Regions from separate parts of the Gossypium hirsutum genome. Here region 2 is linked to region 1. The links are chromatin contacts, called in public Hi-C maps. All regions are on one chromosome and are shown on one strand. Each heading gives the region's core, a stretch centred on a gene start, on an enhancer-like site or on the middle of the called end of the contact. The rest is flanking DNA. Distances are from core to core; before and after follow the strand shown. Region 1 has its middle 11 kb from the start of LOC107896952. Region 2 has its middle 32 kb from the start of LOC121209148.

Region 1 (3,758 bases), core at 233-2,732:
AATATGACATACTCCCATTGAAACACTACTTGCTTTGAACAAAAGCCACAAAATTTGGATGTTCAACCCACCTAGCTAAGAACCTCAAAGGCCTTCTTTAGACATGGTGAATTCTGGATTTAACGAAAGGAGAGGTTTATGATCAGAGTTAATTCACAGAAGATGAGTAACCATACTGTTGGGAAATGGTTTCAACCAAGTATCATTACCAATGGCTCGATCTAACCTTTCAAGAATACCACTTTTCTGCTAAGTGAAAGAAGAACCCTTGAAACCCAAATCATGCAACTCAGCCGAATCAACAGATTCTCTGAAAAAAGGACATATCCTCCTACTAGAACGCCCACCTTTCTTTTCATTTATGGATAAAATAACATTGAAATTTCCAATAGCCACCCAAGGATCTGATTTGGATGGAATTAAAGATTTCAAAGCCTCCTAAAGAAATTTGCGTTTCTGTTTATCAAGACTGCCATAAACAAATGAAATAAAAAATAAACTTTGAAGGGATACCACATGATACCCGTACTAAAATAAATTGAGGGTGATTTCAAGCCACATCCACTTGAATCGAGTCCTTCCAACCTATCCAAATACCCCCAGAATATCCAATCGCTTCCACCCGGTCGGAACACTAGAAACCCAACTTAGTAGTAATAGAGTCTGTGTTGTCTCCACTCACTCTCGGTTCAAGAAGGCCAACAATATCTGGTTTATACTCTATGTTATACTCATGAAAATACGAGGAAATTAACACTAGCACACCCTTGACAATTCCCAGAAAAAAAGATAAGTTCATAATAAAAACACAAAATAGGAGAATACCAACCTTAACTACCAATTACTGTAGAATCTGCCAAGCTATTCTCTACTTTCTTGGAGCCACTATCCCTACCTTCAATTGCCAATTGAGAAGCAATAAGCTCAACCATAAAGTTCATTGAGTCAGATAAAGGAACTCGAGAACTTCCTGACATCTTAAACTGACTCCCACGGCTACCTAGAGATTTGTTAAGTTTCTTCCCTCTCTAACAAAATTAAATTTTCCACCCGCACCTCTCCCTTTGAAACTCAAGTCGTCTTTTTCACCATTAGTAAGACTCCCACTAATGGTTACACTTTTGTTATTCGATTGTAAATTTTCTTTAAAAATTAATGCCAAATGTTTGTTAGGATCTAAACCACCTTTGCTCATTGAAATACCAACCTTCACCAACCCTTCGAACATTGGATTAAAGTGGGAAATAATTCCAGTAGTGTTGTCTTCAACTATGTTTGTACCATCAATATCAGCCGAATTTTTATGGGATTATGTTAATCAAAGCCTAAAACCATTCGTTCTTTCTTTTTAACCCAATAGAGTTTGGGTCACCGAATTTTGGCCTGCTGGCACAATTAACTCTCCTTGGTCCCCCCTAGACCTGTCCACTGATTGCCTACTTGGGCCCTTTGATGAGCTACCAGCTTCCTTTGTTACCATACTACTACCCACCTCATAAGATCCCCCACTCAGGCCCACCAATCCAACATTCCTTCGTTGGCCCACCTGAACTGTCTTTTCATTACCCCCCAAATTTATCCAAAAACTTGTCTGTTAGATTTTGCCTAAAACCCTAAGGAATCCCTACCCATAGGTTCTTTTCCTTTATTTCAGGCCTCCTTAGATTTCTTAATCTCTTGACTGAAATCCCCTTTTTTCTTATCAGTCGAAATCAAAGCCATAAATCGGGATCCCATAGCCTTGTTCTCCTGATTAACCATTCTTGAATTTTGCAAATTACTTGATTTTCGCCTGGATTTCTTCTCAACAACCATCCAAGGCCCGTAAACCGCTATTCTTATTGACACGCCAACCTCCGTCATAACCATATCAGACGATGGCATTTGATTTTTCGGTGAAACTAAATTCCCTACTATGGTGCATGACTCCTTCAGTTGTCCATACCGGCCACAAGTGAAGCAAACCATCAGTAAGGATTCATACTCAATGTTTTGGAGATTACCATTTATCAACACATGTGAAACTAAAGGTTTATCCAAATGAACATATACCACCATACAGGCAAAACGACCCCTCGAACCTTTATCCATATTAAAATCCAATTTAGCGACTCTCCCTACCATTTCTCCTATCTCCATAGAACTTTTTTCATGTACAAATGCCCTAGGAGGCCTGGTGATTTGACACAAGTCATTACAACGTTAGGGTAAGGTTGTGCAGGATTGAAGTCTATAGTCCAAGGTTACGTAGCCAAGTATTGGTCATAAATGACCCATGGCCCTTGAGAAATCACTTTGTCGAAATCCTTTTCATCCTGAAAATTTGCCAAATAGTACCCATTCTCAATGTCCATCAGCTGGAACAGCAGGGAAGGCTTCCAGAGACTATGAACCCTATTTTGTAGAGCCACATATCCTATACTCCTCCCCAAGAGTTTTAGCACCATCGTAGTGGACCAAGAGTTTTATCACCATCGTAGTGGACAAATCCTTGATGAGAAGTTGATTAACCTTATCTGAGAATTCAATTGAAGGAATTCCATTAACCGTAGATTTCTTGATATCCCTGTTGGAGAGATTGAAATCATCGTCCCCTTCTTTTTCCAAGATATTCAGTTACCTTCTTCAAATTTGAAAAGCCTTTTCCCAAAAGTCAATCTTTCCACAAGAGGTTCAGATCAGATGACATATCCATATCCTCAACAACATCAGATCCCGCTTGCTGCTTCTTAAATCTCACCTTCTTGGTGCGTCGATCTTCAATAGCACGTTCGTCAATCCTATCCATTTCATAGACAGAGCTTGACATCGTAGAGACAGAAAAGATGCTTGTTTGGTACATATTTTAAGGTTAGAAGGCAAACCTATTAAAGTATAGAAAAGTGAGATTTTTATCAAAAGTAAAAATACATGATAAAAAAAGGAGTATACGAAAAACGCATACCAAATTAATGTAATTTTTTTCCTTTTTTGAATTATGTACCACTAATCTTATATGTAGATGAGATTAATAATTAAACTAATTTGTTATATTTCCCCTTAATAATTAGTTTTAATTATTATGTGGTAAAATATAGTTGAGGTTAATAATATATATGTATTTAATGTCAAATTTTACTTTTTTTTACTAGTCTGAGTGGTTTAAAACTGAGAGGTTTTTTGCTAATAAGTTTAATTTTGGAATTTTAGAATGAAGGTTAATGTAGAATTTGAGCAAAAAAAAAAAAAGAGGTTAATCTAGAAAAGAAAACAATAACATTCAAATACCGATGTTGCAATCTATTGGTGGCGTTAACTATTTAATAAGAGAATATCCATATTCCCAATATACAGAATTCTCTAAAATCATTTACTCCTTTTGTTTTGACATTCAACCATACAAAACAAAAAGTCCTTACGTGACTTTCAAATGTATACATAGTTATTTTACATTATGATTAACATGTATTCATTATTGATATGTTCTTATTTTATTTTATATGCCACATCAGTAACTAATTAAAATATTATAAAAAGTAAAAAAATATAAAATTATAAAAATTCAAAAATATTAAAAATTGTAAAAAAAATTAAAAAAACTTGAATACAATCTTATTCCTTATCAGCCATACCTGAATATATAAATTCAAAGCAATCAATATACATTACAAAGAAACTTGATCATGTGGATTAATGAAGTTGAGTGCCTTTGACTCAGTCACACCATCTTGGGCCAAGCACTGCAGATTTCACTTTCTCTTGCAAAATCAACATTTCAT
Region 2 (3,701 bases), core at 838-3,337, 840 kb before region 1:
TTTAATATGTGTACATGAAGTATATAAAAAAAGGGAAATAAAGTATATATATGTAATATTAAGTAGGAAATCTTTTAAGATATGAAAAATAATAAAATAGCAAAGACGAAATAAAAAATAAGAGTGATGATATATATATATAAAATGTGTTTAAAAAATAATATTAACTCATTTAATATAATAATAAAAATAACTAATGTGTAACTAAAAAAGGAAAAACAATATAATAATAATAGTAGTAGTAATACTATAGTGATAATAATAATAGTGATAATGTAAGTAAATACCAAAATAAAATAAATAATGTAATAATAACAATATAAAATTATTTAGTTTAATAATATGATGATAATAATAGTAATAATAGTAGAATATAAAAGTACACGAAAAAATACAAGTAAATCAACTTGAATTATTAAAAATAGGTGAGGAAATAAAATAGTATAATATAAAAAGAACAGTAGTACCAATAATAGTGACAATGATATTAATAGTATAATGAAAGTCAAAAGTTTTAAATCTATATAAAAGGATATAAAATAAAACAAAATAAATGTATTTAAAAATAGTTAACAAATAAATACAAAAAGGAGATACAACAACAATAATAATAATAATAATAATGATAATAGGTTTAAAAAAATAAAAAATAATTATATATATATATGCAGTCTAATATATTTTTCTTTAATATATAAAAAAGAGCGATAAGTAAACGAATAGGCGATAATAAAATAATAGATTATAAGGCAATAATAATAATAGGAGCATAAATAAAATAGAACATAGTAAGTAAATATATGCAAGGATTAAAAATAAATAAAATGACAATATATGAATAAGAAAGTAAATGTTTAAACAAATAAAATAAAAGAATAATGAATAACTAATCAAATAAGTAAATAAATGGAGAAATACATGAAATAAAAAGGCTTGACTAAAAGTTTAAAGGAATTTAAAGAACGAGAAAAAAATATAATGAAGCAAGGGACCAAACTGTAACGGGCAAGTGAAACAGAGGGTCCGAAAGGGAAAATATCCCTATGCTCTTAAATGCCATGTTTTATGCGGGACTGAAATGGGATACAAGCAGAGTTCTGAGCCAAAATTAAAAGAAAAAGAAGGGACAAAAAAGGGCTAATCGAAACAGATCAAAAGAGTGGGAGGACCAATTTCACAAACAACCCATAAGGCACAAAACAGTGATGTTTTAACATACATGTAAACTAAATTTTTGCCCTAATGCACTCATTTGACCGATTATTTTATCAAAAAACGAAAAAAGAAAAACTCAAAACCTTCTCTCAAAACGCTCTTCTCTCTCAGTCCCCTGGGCTTCATCGGCACCTAATGCACCTCCATCTCCGTCGCGGTTTCAACTAGATCCATAAGGATCCGTCAACCTTTGGACAGGGGAAGCAAACTTTCACTAGATCGATACCAACAGCAGATAAGAAAACCCTCTTCTTCTTTCTTCTTATTTTTGTATCAAAATGAAAGAAAAATAAATGAATAAATAAAATAAAAAGCCCGAAGAGAAGCAATGAAAATCACCTTTTTGTTTTCTTTTTTTATTTCGATTTCTATGGGGTTTTTGTATTTTGAAGATTGAGTTTTTTTGTTTTCAAAAATCCCCCCTTTTTCAGTTTGTATCAAAACGATTTTTGAAAAAGGAAATGAAATGAACGAAAACAAAAAAAGTGATGAACATCTCTTGAATTTTTTGAGTCTGTTTTTGGTTGTTTCTTTATTCTGCTGTTTTTTTTTTTTGCCTTTGATTGCTCAAAATCTTTGTAATACAATGTTTTTTGTATTTAAAAAAAAACCCTTACATTCGGTTTCTTGGTGGCCTTATAGCCAAATGAGATACCATATTTTCGCTACTCTTTTCGGTCTCTGTTTCTTGCTGTCGTTTCTGCCTTGTTTCTGCTCTCTTTGCCATGTTTGTAGGTTGCGTGAGGAGCCAACGAAGAAGAAAATTTCCTCTTTGGTGTAAGGTCACAGACGAACCTCGGGACGAGGGGCGGGCGATGCGCACGAGGATGAGCGGCGCACATGGGAGCCTCTATGGTTTCATCTTACCGAAAATGTTCAATCATTTTGGGCCATTGGGCTTGTATTAGGGTTAATTTCTTTTGGGTCATAGTGCATTCGGGCTTGTAAATGGACTTGATATTTAGACCATTATTTTGGTTTACTTTTATAAGCTCGGGCAAATTTGAGTACTTACATGTATATAAGTGCATATATTTGTACAATCGATAATGTTTAAATTTTTTTGTTTTTTCTTTTAATTATTGATATTTATTTTAAGATTTATATTGAGAATTTGTTACTGTATCTTTTATTAATGTTTTCCGCAAAATTTAAATCCGTATCTTCCTTTCGGTGTGAAATGTACAGTGCAGTAACTAATATTAAGTAATAATAAGCTTTTGTTTTTTATTTTGGAAACAAATAAACAAATAAGTAAAATAAAACCAATGAATTTTCAACGGGGAATTGTTAAAATAATAATAATAAAACTAATTGACTTCCAAAGTCTTGTTTCTCCTCCAAAATAAATAAAGTCGGATGAAGCAGCCATTGACACATGAAAAATAAAAATAAATTAATTTAGACTAACAACAATGATTCAACGAGGAATTGTCAAAAAAGTAAAAATAATGAAGAAGCCGTTGAATAACAAAAGTAATAATTATCATATTAAAACCAATAGACTTCCAAATTCATATTTCTCCTGAATATAAATAAATAATCACCACCAAATCGTATGAAGCAACGATAAACATCGGCACAAAAATCAGATTCTTAGGAACGAAAGATGCTTCACAAGAAATCAGCGGTGCATTTGATACTAGTCCTACTGCTATCATTTTCTCTACTCTGCCCTCCATCTTCAACTACAAACACTCACTTAACCGGTAAGTTGAATTACAACTATATACAATACTTGTTCTTCATTACTTATTTTAATGATCTCTTTCTGAATTTTTTTTTTTGAATATTTTGTATTGGTATTTGGGGTTAAAATTGTAGTTAAGGAGAGGAATGAAGTGATACATAGAAATCTAGGGGGAGGAAAACCACCTTCATGTCCTCCACATGCTCTTGTCTGTCATGCTAAAAGTAATTTTGCTCCTCCTCGTGATCATGGTAAGTAAGTAGTGCCCTCATCCTTCACGCTGTAACCCAAATTACTGGTTATTATTCATCATAACTTGGGATTTTGTATTATTATGTTTTTCATATTTCCAGTTTTGCTTAAAAGGCTTTATATATTTCAAATAAATTAAGGAGGTTAAAATTTTATATGATGTGTATTTTAATATATTCATGTATTTGTATTATGTTTGAAATGTCTAATTATAAGCTCTAAAGACTTGGACATTAATATTTTATGTGTTGAATTACTCTCCGAATACGGTTTTTGGATTATATACTCTTGAGGTTAATAATTAAACAAATTTGTTATATTTTCCATTATTAATTATTAATTAGTTTTAGTTATTATGTGATAAGATATAGTTTGACTATATACTAGATAAATGGCGGCGCCTTTCTGCTGGAATGTTATACGATTTCAGAGGGAGAGAATAATTTTTATCGTTTGAATGATAAAAATGAGAATAGGAGAGAAAAAAAAGTACTTCATAGCTTATAAAAAATATATATAAACATATTTACAAAAAGACCCCTAT

The links. Hi-C and Micro-C count contacts between places; a contact is called where the count stands out from the background.
Region 2: a Hi-C map of leaf shows a contact between it and region 1, with 4 times the contacts expected there. The contact joins two enhancer-like sites. A contact is called at or near these places in 2 of 34 Hi-C or Micro-C datasets (both in leaf).

What each region holds. Positions count from the first base shown.
Region 1 is chrA10:74,814,790-74,818,547 of Gossypium_hirsutum_v2.1, reverse strand. No RefSeq gene overlaps it. Among protein-coding and RNA genes, the nearest start is that of LOC107896952, 11 kb to the right of the region's middle. Within about 2 kb of position 1,482, at least 8 of the 9 cell types and tissues checked have an H3K27ac peak or open chromatin away from gene starts, as enhancers often do. A contact at or near this core is called in leaf, where this site is marked.
Region 2 is chrA10:75,658,882-75,662,582 of Gossypium_hirsutum_v2.1, reverse strand. No RefSeq gene overlaps it. Among protein-coding and RNA genes, the nearest start is that of LOC121209148, 32 kb to the left of the region's middle. Within about 2 kb of position 2,087, at least 8 of the 9 cell types and tissues checked have an H3K27ac peak or open chromatin away from gene starts, as enhancers often do. A contact at or near this core is called in leaf, where this site is marked.